2 separate regions of the Mus musculus genome follow, and region 2 is linked to region 1. The links are chromatin contacts, called in public HiChIP or PLAC-seq maps. All regions are on one chromosome and are shown on one strand. The core of a region is the stretch at or near the end of the contact, and the rest is flanking DNA. Distances in the headings are between cores, read along the strand shown. Region 1 overlaps Neurl1a (neuralized E3 ubiquitin protein ligase 1A). Region 2 has its middle 7.2 kb from the start of Col17a1.

Region 1 (5,698 bases), core at 829-3,328:
ATTAAGCATTGTCCCTTGTCACCTGGTCGGTGCTCTGGGTCTGGTCAGAGTGGAGTGAATTTTAAAACTGGAAGGCAGCCCTTGTCTCTTGTCACAAATGATAAATCATCAGTTGGAGTCCATAAGATCTGGATACACCATAACCTTTCTGGTTAAGGTAAGGAATGGAAGACAATGAGACTTTCATGGTGGGTGGGGGAGAGCGGGAGGACACCAGAGTGATACAGGAGACAGGACATATGTGCCAGAAAAAAACCTCGTGCGGGACCTGCACCTGACTGATCCCTGCTGGCCTGCTGGATTATAAGCAAAACTGGCAGCTGATGCTGGGAGGATAAAGACCTCCTTTGCAGGGAGGACCCTTCCCCATCCCTCTCCCCATACAGTCACAAGCTCTATATACACGCATACACACAAATCTGAGGATACCCCCTGGGGCTCCTGTAGCTGTGTGCCTTTCTTCAAGCTGCCTGCACCTCTGGCTCTGTCCTTCTTGTCCCTCCATGGTCTCATTTGCAGCAGAGCTCAGAGCCAGCTGAGCCAGCGCCTCCCCCCCCCCACCGCCCCCGACTTGCTCCTGTATCCTGCATCATCTCTTTCTCCAACTCTCTCCCTCAGACAATGGGCATCAGCAAGTACAACATCGTGATGGCCCAGGACCAACAAGAGCTGGATGACTCTAGGATTATACACTCCCAGGAAAGCCACTGACAGTTAAATACCAGCAGTCTAGTGACTCCAATAGTTGCTGCAACACACTGAGGAGTCTGTGGTGGGGGGGTTGGGGAATGACTCAGAGGAGAGGAGGTGCTGAGACTGGGCTCCTGAGCATTTCTGACTACCTAGTATCAAACCTCAGGTATCTATTCTTTCTTCTAAAAAATGGGCTGGGAAGGAAAATGCCTACCTGCCAGAGCAACAGGAAGAAGAGATGAGGCCCCAATACAGCGAGCCCAGAACAGCCTGGAAGGCCCAGGAAGTGTGGTCTAGATGAGCCTCCGTCATAACACTACATAAAGGCCCTACCATGTCCCCATCTTACCAATGAGGAATCACAGGCACAGAATGAGAAACAGCAGAGACTCGGCTTTGAACTCATGTCCATCTGCCCAGACACTTTGGCCTTCCCCCTCCCCATCCCGTGGAGGCTCTCCTGAAGGGCTCCTATGCCCCCTAGTACCTGCCCTCAAATAAAAATAAAACAGGAATCAAGATAAGTGAATACCCCTGGTGGCTAACTTTTGTTGTCAACTTAACAGGATTTAGAGTCCCCGTAGAAACAAATCTTTGGGCCTGTTTATGAGAGATTTTCCAGATTAGATTAGTTGTGGTGGTGAGAAGACCCATTCCAAATAGGGCGGTACCACTCCACAGGCTGGGGTCTCAGATTTGTTAAAACTCAGAAAGCAAGCTGAGCACATTTGTCTCTGTGTCCTGACTGTGGATACAATGTGATACAATGTGATACAATGTGGATACAATGTGATGCAATGTGGATATAATGTGATGCAATGTGTTGATACAAATCCAACTACCCCTTTGCTCCTCTCACCTCACTTCACTGGCCTGAGAGACAGCAACCCTTGCAACAGTTACAATTTAGAATTATAAACCGGAATAAACTGTTCCCTCCTTAGGTTACCTTCTGTCACAGCAATAAGACAACCAATACATAAACTAAGAAAATTACATCTGCCACTGTCATCTTTAAATACCTGCCCTGGACCCCAGAAGGAGAGGCCATTACTGGGAACGTAGCATCCTCAGTGAGGACACTGAGGGCTTGGGGACACGGAAGGTGCAGGTTACACAGGTACGAAGCAGCTACACTAAGATTAAGACAGAACTCTGAGCCAGGCATGATGGCACAGCCTTTAATCCCAGCACTCAGGAGGCAGAGACAGGCAGATCTTTGGGTTTGAAGCCAGTCGGAACCACAAGAGAGTCCCAGAACAGCCAGGGCTATACAAAGAAACCTTGTCTCCCCACCACCACCACCCCCAAAGATACACATCAGCTGACATCATCACCCAAGCACTTGCCTCTGCTGTGTGGCCTCAGAATAATGACTCAGCTCTAAAGAGCTACAAGTCAACTCCTCCCATCCTTGAACTCCACCCAGAGCTCCCTCCACATCATCCTGACCGGAACACTTACTGGCACTTTTGCTGCCTTCGTAGGGTTGACAGGTTGGCCTTTCTGTCTATCAGAGCTTCTGGTGGTTTCTGAGCACCTCGGGAGAAGCTTGGTTCCCTCTGGGAAGCATTCAGAACTCTCTAAACTGACCCCAACCCATGGATCTGGCTTCATTCCCAGGATATCCACCCTCCCACCAAAGTATTTCACGAACGTGAGCCATGAGCCCTGCCCATCCAAGACAGGCTAGCCCAGCAGGGACTTTCCCATTCTTGGAGCAACATGGCTGCTCAGTCTCTAACATGGTGGTTGGTACTCATGGTTCTGCCAAGAGTATTTTATACAAGCGAGAAGAAAACCAAGAGCAGAAGAGAGGTGAAGCTGTGATTGGTGGTGTACAGTCCTGGCACTGACTCATCTCTCTCCTCTCCAGCTTCCTGGAGGCTACCCTCCCTGTCTCCATACCCACTGTGGCCCCTTTGGGCCCAGTAGGACCCAAAAGTGATAGATCAACTGGCCTATTATCTCATAGCCCAAGGGGTTCTCTTGACATGTTGGCAGCCCAGCCTGGGCCTCACTAAGAAATAGCCAAGAAGCTAAGCACCCAGTGTGTCCTGCACACTGAGGAAGCTGAACACACAGCCCAGTCCGACCATCTTTCCTGCAGGCGGCAGAGGCATGTGTGCCAGCCCCCTCCACCCACTGCAGGACTCCAGGGAAGAGCCTTGCACCTACCACCTTTCCCAGGTTCTCCTGATTAAAGCGGCAGTGGGAAGAGCACCTCCAGCCCCTCTGCAGGAACCATTTATAGCAGCTTGTTCAAGCCCACATCTGAGAAGAAAAAAAAAAGCCCACTGTGGTTGCCTGTGGCTTCCCAGTCCCTCTTTTTCTCCCCTTCTTTTTCTCATTTAATGATAGGAAGCTGAGCTCAATAAAAATCTCTCTCCTGGCTATTCCTGGCAGGAGGCAAGTTGACTGGGGGCTAAGCAGATGACCCTCAGGTGTCAATGGGCACAAAGTCTGTCAGCTCCCAAGGGCTCAGCCTTCACAGAAACTATAGGAGGCTAGTCCCATTGGACAGACGAAGAAAGTGAGGTTTTAAGAGGCTTGGTGAGTTGTTTAAGCCACATTTTTTCCAGCAATACTATCAAGGACATTGTGGCTGACTCTCAACATCTGTCCTGGACCAAGAAAGATGGCACTGATGCTCAAGCCTGCCTCCCCATCAGTATCACCTTTGGAAATTACAGAGTGACTGATATTCATACCCTATCCAGACTGATGAACAGTTTCTGAGAAAGAGCCCAAGCAGGGGTAGTTTGGAAATCTGTTTCTGTGGGGTTGGGGGTTGAACTCAGGGCCTGGCATGTGTTAGACTCTACTGACCCACATTCCTAGTCTTTGGTTTTGGGAGACAGGCTCTCAGTATGTTGCCCAAGCTGGCGCTGAACCCATTATGTAGTCCAGGATGGCCTTAAACTCAAGGTCCTCTTTTCTCAGCCCAGACCCCTGTCCCTGCCCCTATTTCCACCCCCACCTCCACCCAGCTCTCAACCCCCATCACAAGTGCTGGGATTAAAAGTGCATGCCACCATACCTACATGATGACGGGGGTAGTTTCTAGGGCCCTCCAGATGGCTCATGAGCTGCCACCACTGGTTCATGACAGTCACATTGCTCTATCCCTCTTGCCAGTGACTAGACAGACAGTGACCACGTGACCCACATCTAGCTATTGAGGCATGGCGGGAGGACTGCTAGAGGATATCGTCCACATACACACTAAATAGTTTCCTTGCTCTTCAGAAAAAGGTCCCGGAGAAGTAAGCCTCTTTGCTCCAGAGACTGCATGTCTGGTTGGGATTCTTGTGATAGCCATGACATGTCACTAGACTAGAAGCGAGCCCTCCCAGAAGTGGCAGAGCTGCCCTTGGTTCACTTAAAATTTTCTCACTCCAGATAATCCCGTTTGTGTCAGGAATTCTCACCTCTCACTGGTAAAACAGTCCAGAGCAGAGTTTGTTACTTTCAACAGACAGCCTGAAATGATTGCTGAGAATCCTATATATATAAAGAACTCTCAAAATTCAATAATAAGGAAACAACCCAATAAGACATAACAGACACAGAGTTAAGTAGACACTTTACCAAAGTACACCTTGAATGGAATTTTAAAAAGCACATTGAAAATGCTCAGTATAATTAGGGACTAAGGAAATGCACAATAAAGCTAGAATAAGGTACTGCATATCTGTCGGAAGAGCCAAAGTTAACAAGGATTGGCGAAGACACGGAGAATCAGAACTCACACCATCTTACACACTGCTAGTGACCATGTAAAATGGTTTAGCTGTTGTAGAAAATATTTAGGCCCTTTATTTAAAAGTCAAAAATACTCAGGGCTGGCAAGATGGCCCAGAGGGTGACCACGGTAGCCTGGTGAGCTGAGCTCAGTCCCAGGAACTGAGCTGAGGAAGCTGTCTGACCTCTGTACCGTGGACCTTCCCTGAGACCTTCCCTCATGCTGTCTGACTCTGTCTCTGTTCTCTCCCTCTCCCCCCTCACCTTCCTCCTCCCCTCCCAACCCCATCCCACATTTTCAATTTTTTAGAAGTTAAACATAGGGAGGGCTGGACTGAAGAACCACATGGCAGTTCACAACTGTCTATAACTCTCTCTCTCTTGGATCTGACACCCTCACACAGATACATGCAGGCAAAGCGCCAATGCACATCAAATAAAAATAAAGTATTAAAAAAGAAGACGTTAAACATACTTGGTCTAGCACGTAATGCCCAGCACACCCTGCACATTCCTCACTCAGCCATCATAAACCAGCCTGATGGCTCAGAACTGTAATCCTGGGATTCTGCCCGGAAGGTGGAAAGAGGAAGCCCAGAAGTTCAAGGACAGGGGCCTGTGGGTTAAAGTCCTTGCTGAGTAACTGAGTGGGAGAACCAACTCCAGGGAGCTGTCCCTAGACCTCCACATGCTCTGAGACACACACAGCCCCTTACGCACCATGCACACAAATACAACAATAATGATTTTAAAAGAACTTCAAGGTCATCTGAGCTACATAGAAATTCAAGGCCAGGGCTGGTGTGATGGCTCAGTGGGTAAGAGCACCCGACTGCTCTTCCAAAGGTCCGGAGTTCAAATCCCAGCAACCACATGGTGGCTCACAACCATCCGTTAATGAAATCTGACTCCCTCTTCTGGAGTGTCTGAAGACAGCTACAGTGTACTTACATATAATAAATAAATAATAAAAAAAAAAGAAAAGAAATTCAAGGCCAGCCTGGGAAATATGAGGCCCTGCCATCAAAACAAAAATAATTAATGTGCATTTACTAATTGTAACTGAGATGCTCCAGTATCAAAACAAAAAACCAGACAAGCACACACACACACACATCTATACATGGGTTTGAAAAGCAAACCCTCTTTTAGAGGCTTCATGTTGGCTCCACACAGAAAGCAACGCAAATACCCATCACCAGACCAGCAGATAGAATCAGCCACAGCCACTCATGAGATACGCAGCAGTCAAAGGCACCGG
Region 2 (5,698 bases), core at 865-3,364, 480 kb before region 1:
AATGCTAACTGTGCAGCCTCACAGTCAATTCTAGGAGGAACTCAAGATCAGAATGCCCATGGAAACCTAGACCGTGCTCATGAGGTTTCAGATGGCAATGCAGACTCCATTCGGACTCGAGGCTATTTGTGTTACATTAAGGAAAGGACTTGTCTCCATTTTATCTGTACTCTGACACTCTGTGGGAGGTTGGATTTAAAGGTGTTGGACTAATTAAACTGGTGGAAGGAATTTTGAGGCAGCTTGGCATTCTGGCTGTGGCCTGGGTATTTATTTACCCAACTTTACAGTGGGAAATATTAGCACTAAGAAGAGAAAAAAGGTTTGGAGGGGGAGATGTGTGAAGTTGAGGCCAAGGAGAGAGTGTGGCTGTCAAAGAGATTAGGTTCATCAAATAGAAGCCAAATGTAGAATGTAGAAGGGATTGTCTGCCACAAGCGAGTGGCCTACAGCCAGCAAAGCCGTAGGGGTGGGACTTAGGGCAGGAAGTCCCAAGCCCATCAAAGCCCTCGTCACAATACCATGGGCCATGGGTGCTGGACATGCTGCCACAGGATTTGATTTTTTTTTTCCATGCAGGGTTTTGGTTTTGCTTTGGTCTGATACTTTTCTTCTTTGTCTTCCATTCCCTTCTCTGGAATAGACATGTTTACTCTGTGCCACTGTATGCAGTACAGGTATTTGTATTTCTTTTTGAAGCTTACAAGAACTCATGGGAAATGTTTGCTTTGTGTCTCAGAGGAGAGTCTGAGCGATGTTGGAATTGTTAAGCCAGCGAGGGCTCTTCGAGATAGACTGAATGAATTTTGCATTACAAGATTAACGGGAGCCTTTTGAGGTCCAGGGGCGAGATGTTACAATTTAAGGGGATGTAATTAGGTATTAAGTTTACAAGGGCTAAACTTGGATGGTTAAGTTTGATCTTTGACTGGCTTGGATTGAGAGGCTTAGGAGATCAGAAACCATATCTCTGGATGGGGGCATTTCCAAAGAGGATTAACCATGGTGAGAAGCCCCGCCCTGAAGATGAATGGCATTATCCCACGATGAGCTCAAAGGAAGGAAAGGAGAGAGTTCACTAGCGAAGGCACAGTCTGTGTGTGTGCGCATGCGCTTCTGGGCTGCCATGATTTCAACTTTTGTCCTACTATCGCCCCAGCCATGGTGAGGTATGGTCTCACCGCAAACCGGATCCACCAGGGCGGCTGCCATGGGTAAAGTCAAGACAACAGCTTCTCACTTAAGTTGTTTTCCTGCATTCTGTCCCAGCGACGGAAAGCTTAGCACAAGCATCCATCAAGGCCTGGTCTGAGAAAAGTAACGAGATAAGACAAAGAATGCTGACTCGGGTTCTTTGAAGACAAAAATGATAACACTTCTATAAGGAAATATATCCAAAAAAATCTTGTCAACTTTGTTAATTAAGCAAAGATTTCTTATACACCATGACAATGGTAGGATTCATAATAGCAAAAAAAAAAAAAAAAAGAAAGAAAAAAAAAAAGAAATGAGACCATGTTTTCAGGAGACCTTGTTAGGAAAACAGCAAGCATAGACAGCAAATATTACTAGATATCCAGTAAGGAACGTATATGCAGAATGTATAAAGGAGTATAAAATTTCAACAACACTAAAACAATCCAGTTTCTAAATAGACACAATCTCTGGCTCGCTGAGTGGTGGTGGCACACACCTTTAATCTCAGAGTTAAGGCCAGCTTGGCCTCAGAGTGAGTTCCAGGACAGCCAGAACCACACAGAGAAACCCTGTCTCAAAAAACAAACAAACAAACCCTTGCAAAGACCTCACCAGAAAACATAGGTGAATAGCAAATCATCCTATGGAAAGATGATCCACGTCGACTCACTGCAGAACTATACATTAAAATGATAACAAAATGCCACGGCACGGTGACCGGAATGGATAAAATCAAACAGATAATTCCAAGAGCTGACGAGGATGTGGGACACTTAGAATTCCTTCACATCGCTCTTAGGGAGAGAAAGCAGACTGTGGGGAGAAAAGGAAAACATTTGTTTTGCCCTCTGAAGGTTTGCTGGAACAGCACGCCAATAAATCAACGGGAGAAAAGATACACAGATGTTGTAACTTGCAGAGGAGTGAATCACCGCAGTGTGATTACACACGAAGCCAGTCAGAGTCCCATGTGTAATGATCTCGTCACAGGGGAAAAGGACATGTGGGGATATAGGCAATTCAGAAGGACAGGAAATAATGGTCAAGAGAGAAAATGGACCCTGGGACAGAAATTAGCTTGTAAAATCATTGTCCTTGGAATCTGAATGAGCCTGGGGGACAGGCACTGTGTGTATGGTTGCAGTTCTTAGCCTCTTTTTCTATAATATAAAGTGGAACCTGAAGGTGGAAACAGAAAGCAAATGTGTCCTTTTAGTTCAATCTGGAGGGCGTAATACATGATGAAATATCACTTTCCACACCAAGGCTGTCCCTAATCGGAGAGGGGAGCTAGAGGTCAAAAACCTTGAGTCTAAGATTTTTTTTCTTTTCTGGTTCAGCATGTGAAAACATCAAAGTACCACAATTTGAGGTGTCGTTTTCTGAATCCCAATAGTACAGTACAAAATTCTGTTGTCGTATGAAGATAAATACATATTTACCTGGCCCATCCTTACACTTCAAGGTACTTATCCAAGATAACTGATACAATCCAGTGTCCATCAGTATAAGAACATGTATTAAAAATATATACCAATACCAGGCAGTGGTGGCACATGCCTTTAATCCCAAACACTTTAGAGGCAGAGGCAGGCAGATTTCTAAGGTCAAGGCCAGCCTGTCTACAGTGTGAGTTCCAGGATAGCCAGGGCTAGACAAGAAACCCTGCCTCAACTCCCCCCCCCCACCCCCCACCAAATAAATATATGTCAAACAATAGGAAATTACTCCATAGCAAAGTCAGCCTAGCGACACATACTAGAACATGGATGGACCTCAGATATTGACAGAAAGGCTATTATACTGTTTAGTCCATGTAAATAGCATTCTGAAAAAGGCAAAGCCAGAGACTTGAACCAGATCCTTATCCGTCAGAGGCTGGAGAGAGCAACAAACTAAAGTGGAACAGAGGTGAATTTGTGGGTGTCAGGAAATTAATTCTGTGCATCTTAAATGCTGTGGCCCGTTAGTTGCACAGTGACAAGCATTTGCTAAAATCCCCAGGGCCTAAGGTCGTAGCTCAGTGGTAGAACAGGTAAACACTGGGCCCAGTCCCCAACAACAAAACCAACCACATAAGCAAACTCCCTTAACATCCGAGAGGTTGGCTTTTCCTAAATGTCAACAACCGAGTGGCACCTCACCCACCTCACCGCTGCCCACGGAAGCACCAGGGTCCCCCAAGTCAGAGACCACTGGTGTAATTAGGTCAGGGACTTCTAGATGAGGGTTGCTAACCGGTAGCATGTTGAGTTGATGGGTGTGTCTGACTCTGAGACCTGAATCTCAGCCTGAGTCTATGCACTGGAGACATACCCGTGGGGAATACACTGCCAACCACAGGATAGATAATAGGGTGCGGCCTTCGTGTTAATGAAGAGAGTCTTTGTGTGAACATGTCTTCGAAGGGCAGGCCCAGCTCCTGAATCATGGCCTGCAGCACCAGGGAATGGTCGCCGCCTGACTCAGGCTTTGCAGTTTTTTGGCCTAAAAGCATGAAGCTCTGGTAATTATTCCAGCTGTCACGCAGCTTCCTGCTGTCCCGTTGAACTGTTTTCAGTTCTTGTTCCCCAGTAGGGACCAAGCAGAAGACACATTTCAAACAACTTTCGTGAGATAACTCCCCGGTTCTGAGAGCACATCTTTCCCTGTCCTGAGCTTTCCAAGCTGACAGGCTCCTGTGACATTTTTGAGCAAACAACATGAGGAGGAGTTGCCTGCCCTGGAGGCTTAACTCCCCCAGGGTGGGCAGAAGCACTCTGCTGAGCTCAAGGCCACCAACAGCTCCTAGTCCTGGCAGGCCCAAGCGTCTTCTTTCTTCCTCGAATAATGAAAGAATCATTTATCAGATCATAAAATGAGTCTTCAAGATCTGTTTTTTGTGCGTCTATAGCAGAATACCAGAAACTGGGTAATTTGTAAAGAAAAGGATTTGTCTCTCTGGAAGTCCAAGGTTGGGGGAGCAGACCCTGGTGAGAGTCTCCTTACATGACAGAGCACATCACATGGGCAGGAGGAAAAGAGAGAGGCCGAGCTTACTCCTGGGTGGAACTTGCTAACCAAAGATGGCACCGATCCGATCATGAGGGTGGATTCCCTGTGGCCGAATCATCTCTGAAGGGTCTTCACCTCTCAACACCGCTCTGAGATTAAGTTTCTAACAATGACCTTCGTGGGCCAGGCTCTGGCCATAGCAAAAGCAGGCAACTGCTAAGGCCCACACATTTTTCTTGAGTATACTAAGCTCTTGCGTTCAAAGAGCATGAATGTTAAATAATTAGAAATAAATGTCGGAGCATTTGCAGGGTATGTGTCAGAAATAGCACATGGTGGTTTCCAACCGCTTAGAAGTGTCACCTACACCTGACATGGTCTAATATTATTCTATTGCTTAGTTCTGAAGTTCTTCGAGGCAGAAAACTGGGCCATTTTTAAGTCTCTCATGCTCGCTGTGATAGGGAGTGAACAAAAGAAGACTGGAAGCAGACGTAATAATCTCGTTATTGTTTTCATGCCCCTGGAAGGTAAGCGCCAACACGGGGAGGCTTGAAGGAAGTAACTTGGCAGGGAAAGGAAATAGCTGTGGTTGGCGGGCGGTCTCTATCGGTTTGGAAAAATCCCAGCATTCCCCCAGCGGCTGGTGTCTTCTGTAGCCCAGAAGCCATCACTAAGTACTGCTGTCTATCTGTCCAGCCTCACTGCTACTGCCTCCCATAGTGAGCTCCTTTTTAATTAATTATGTTCATGTGTGTGTGCCTATGTGCCTGGCGTGCACATGCATGAGGTCATACATGGGCAGAAGTCGACACAGGCTACCTACCTTAATTGCTCTCCACGTTTTTAAAAATTCCATTATTTAATCTATTTATCTGTTTGTGCGTGCATGCGTAGGTGTACGTGTGTGTGTGTGTGTGTGTGTGTGTGTGTGTGTGTGTGTGTGTGTTTTGTGCGCAAGAGTGTGGGCACACAGACGTCGCAGACAACATGCGAAGAAGTCAGTTTTCTCCTCCCTCCTGTCATGTGACTCCCACGGATGACCTGCTGAGCCATGGCTCTAGCCTTTCACTCTGTTTTGAAACAGAGCCTCGCTCTGAACCTGGACCTCACTTATTTGGCTAGACAGGCTGGCCAGCCAACTCCAGGGATCCTCCTGGTTCAGCCTCCTTAGCGTTAGGATTACAGGCAGGAGCCATGCGCAGGCTTTTTTTGTCTGGATTCCCATTGGACCCTCAAGTTTGAATGGCAGGTGTGTTGCCAAGTGAGCTCTCTTCCAGGCCCTTCTTTTGTCTCTGACCATTTCCTCACCGCATTGTCCCACTGTGTCGGGCTTCGCCCTGTTCTGTTAGCGGCATTTATTCCTCAGCAGAAAGCTTGTTGCTCCATTTCCACCTTCAGTAACCCCCTCACCTCTGGAACCATCGGACTGCCACATCCAAGCCTTCTAGCCTGCTCCCTCTAATCTCCGTGCTCACACTATGCTGATCTGTCCTCCAAGCCCTAT

The links. HiChIP or PLAC-seq counts read pairs in DNA pulled down with a chosen protein or histone mark.
Region 2: a contact with region 1 is called in an HNF4G HiChIP or PLAC-seq map of pancreatic cancer cells. The contact joins two enhancer-like sites. A contact is called at or near these places in 2 of 39 promoter capture datasets (cranial neural crest and hematopoietic stem and progenitor cells), 1 of 115 datasets of contacts at active chromatin or transcription factors (pancreatic cancer cells) and 1 of 9 other capture datasets (liver).

Annotation. Positions count from the first base shown.
Region 1 is chr19:47,216,226-47,221,923 of GRCm38.p6, reverse strand. All of the region lies in intron 1 of Neurl1a (neuralized E3 ubiquitin protein ligase 1A), which reads right to left. Among named protein-coding and RNA genes, the nearest start is that of Gm36693, 17 kb to the right of the region's middle. Within about 2 kb of position 2,078, at least 85 of the 459 cell types and tissues checked have an H3K27ac peak or open chromatin away from gene starts, as enhancers often do. A contact at or near this core is called in pancreatic cancer cells, where this site is marked.
Region 2 is chr19:47,696,352-47,702,049 of GRCm38.p6, reverse strand. No RefSeq gene overlaps it. Among named protein-coding and RNA genes, the nearest start is that of Col17a1, 7.2 kb to the right of the region's middle. Within about 2 kb of position 2,114, at least 60 of the 459 cell types and tissues checked have an H3K27ac peak or open chromatin away from gene starts, as enhancers often do. A contact at or near this core is called in pancreatic cancer cells, where this site is marked.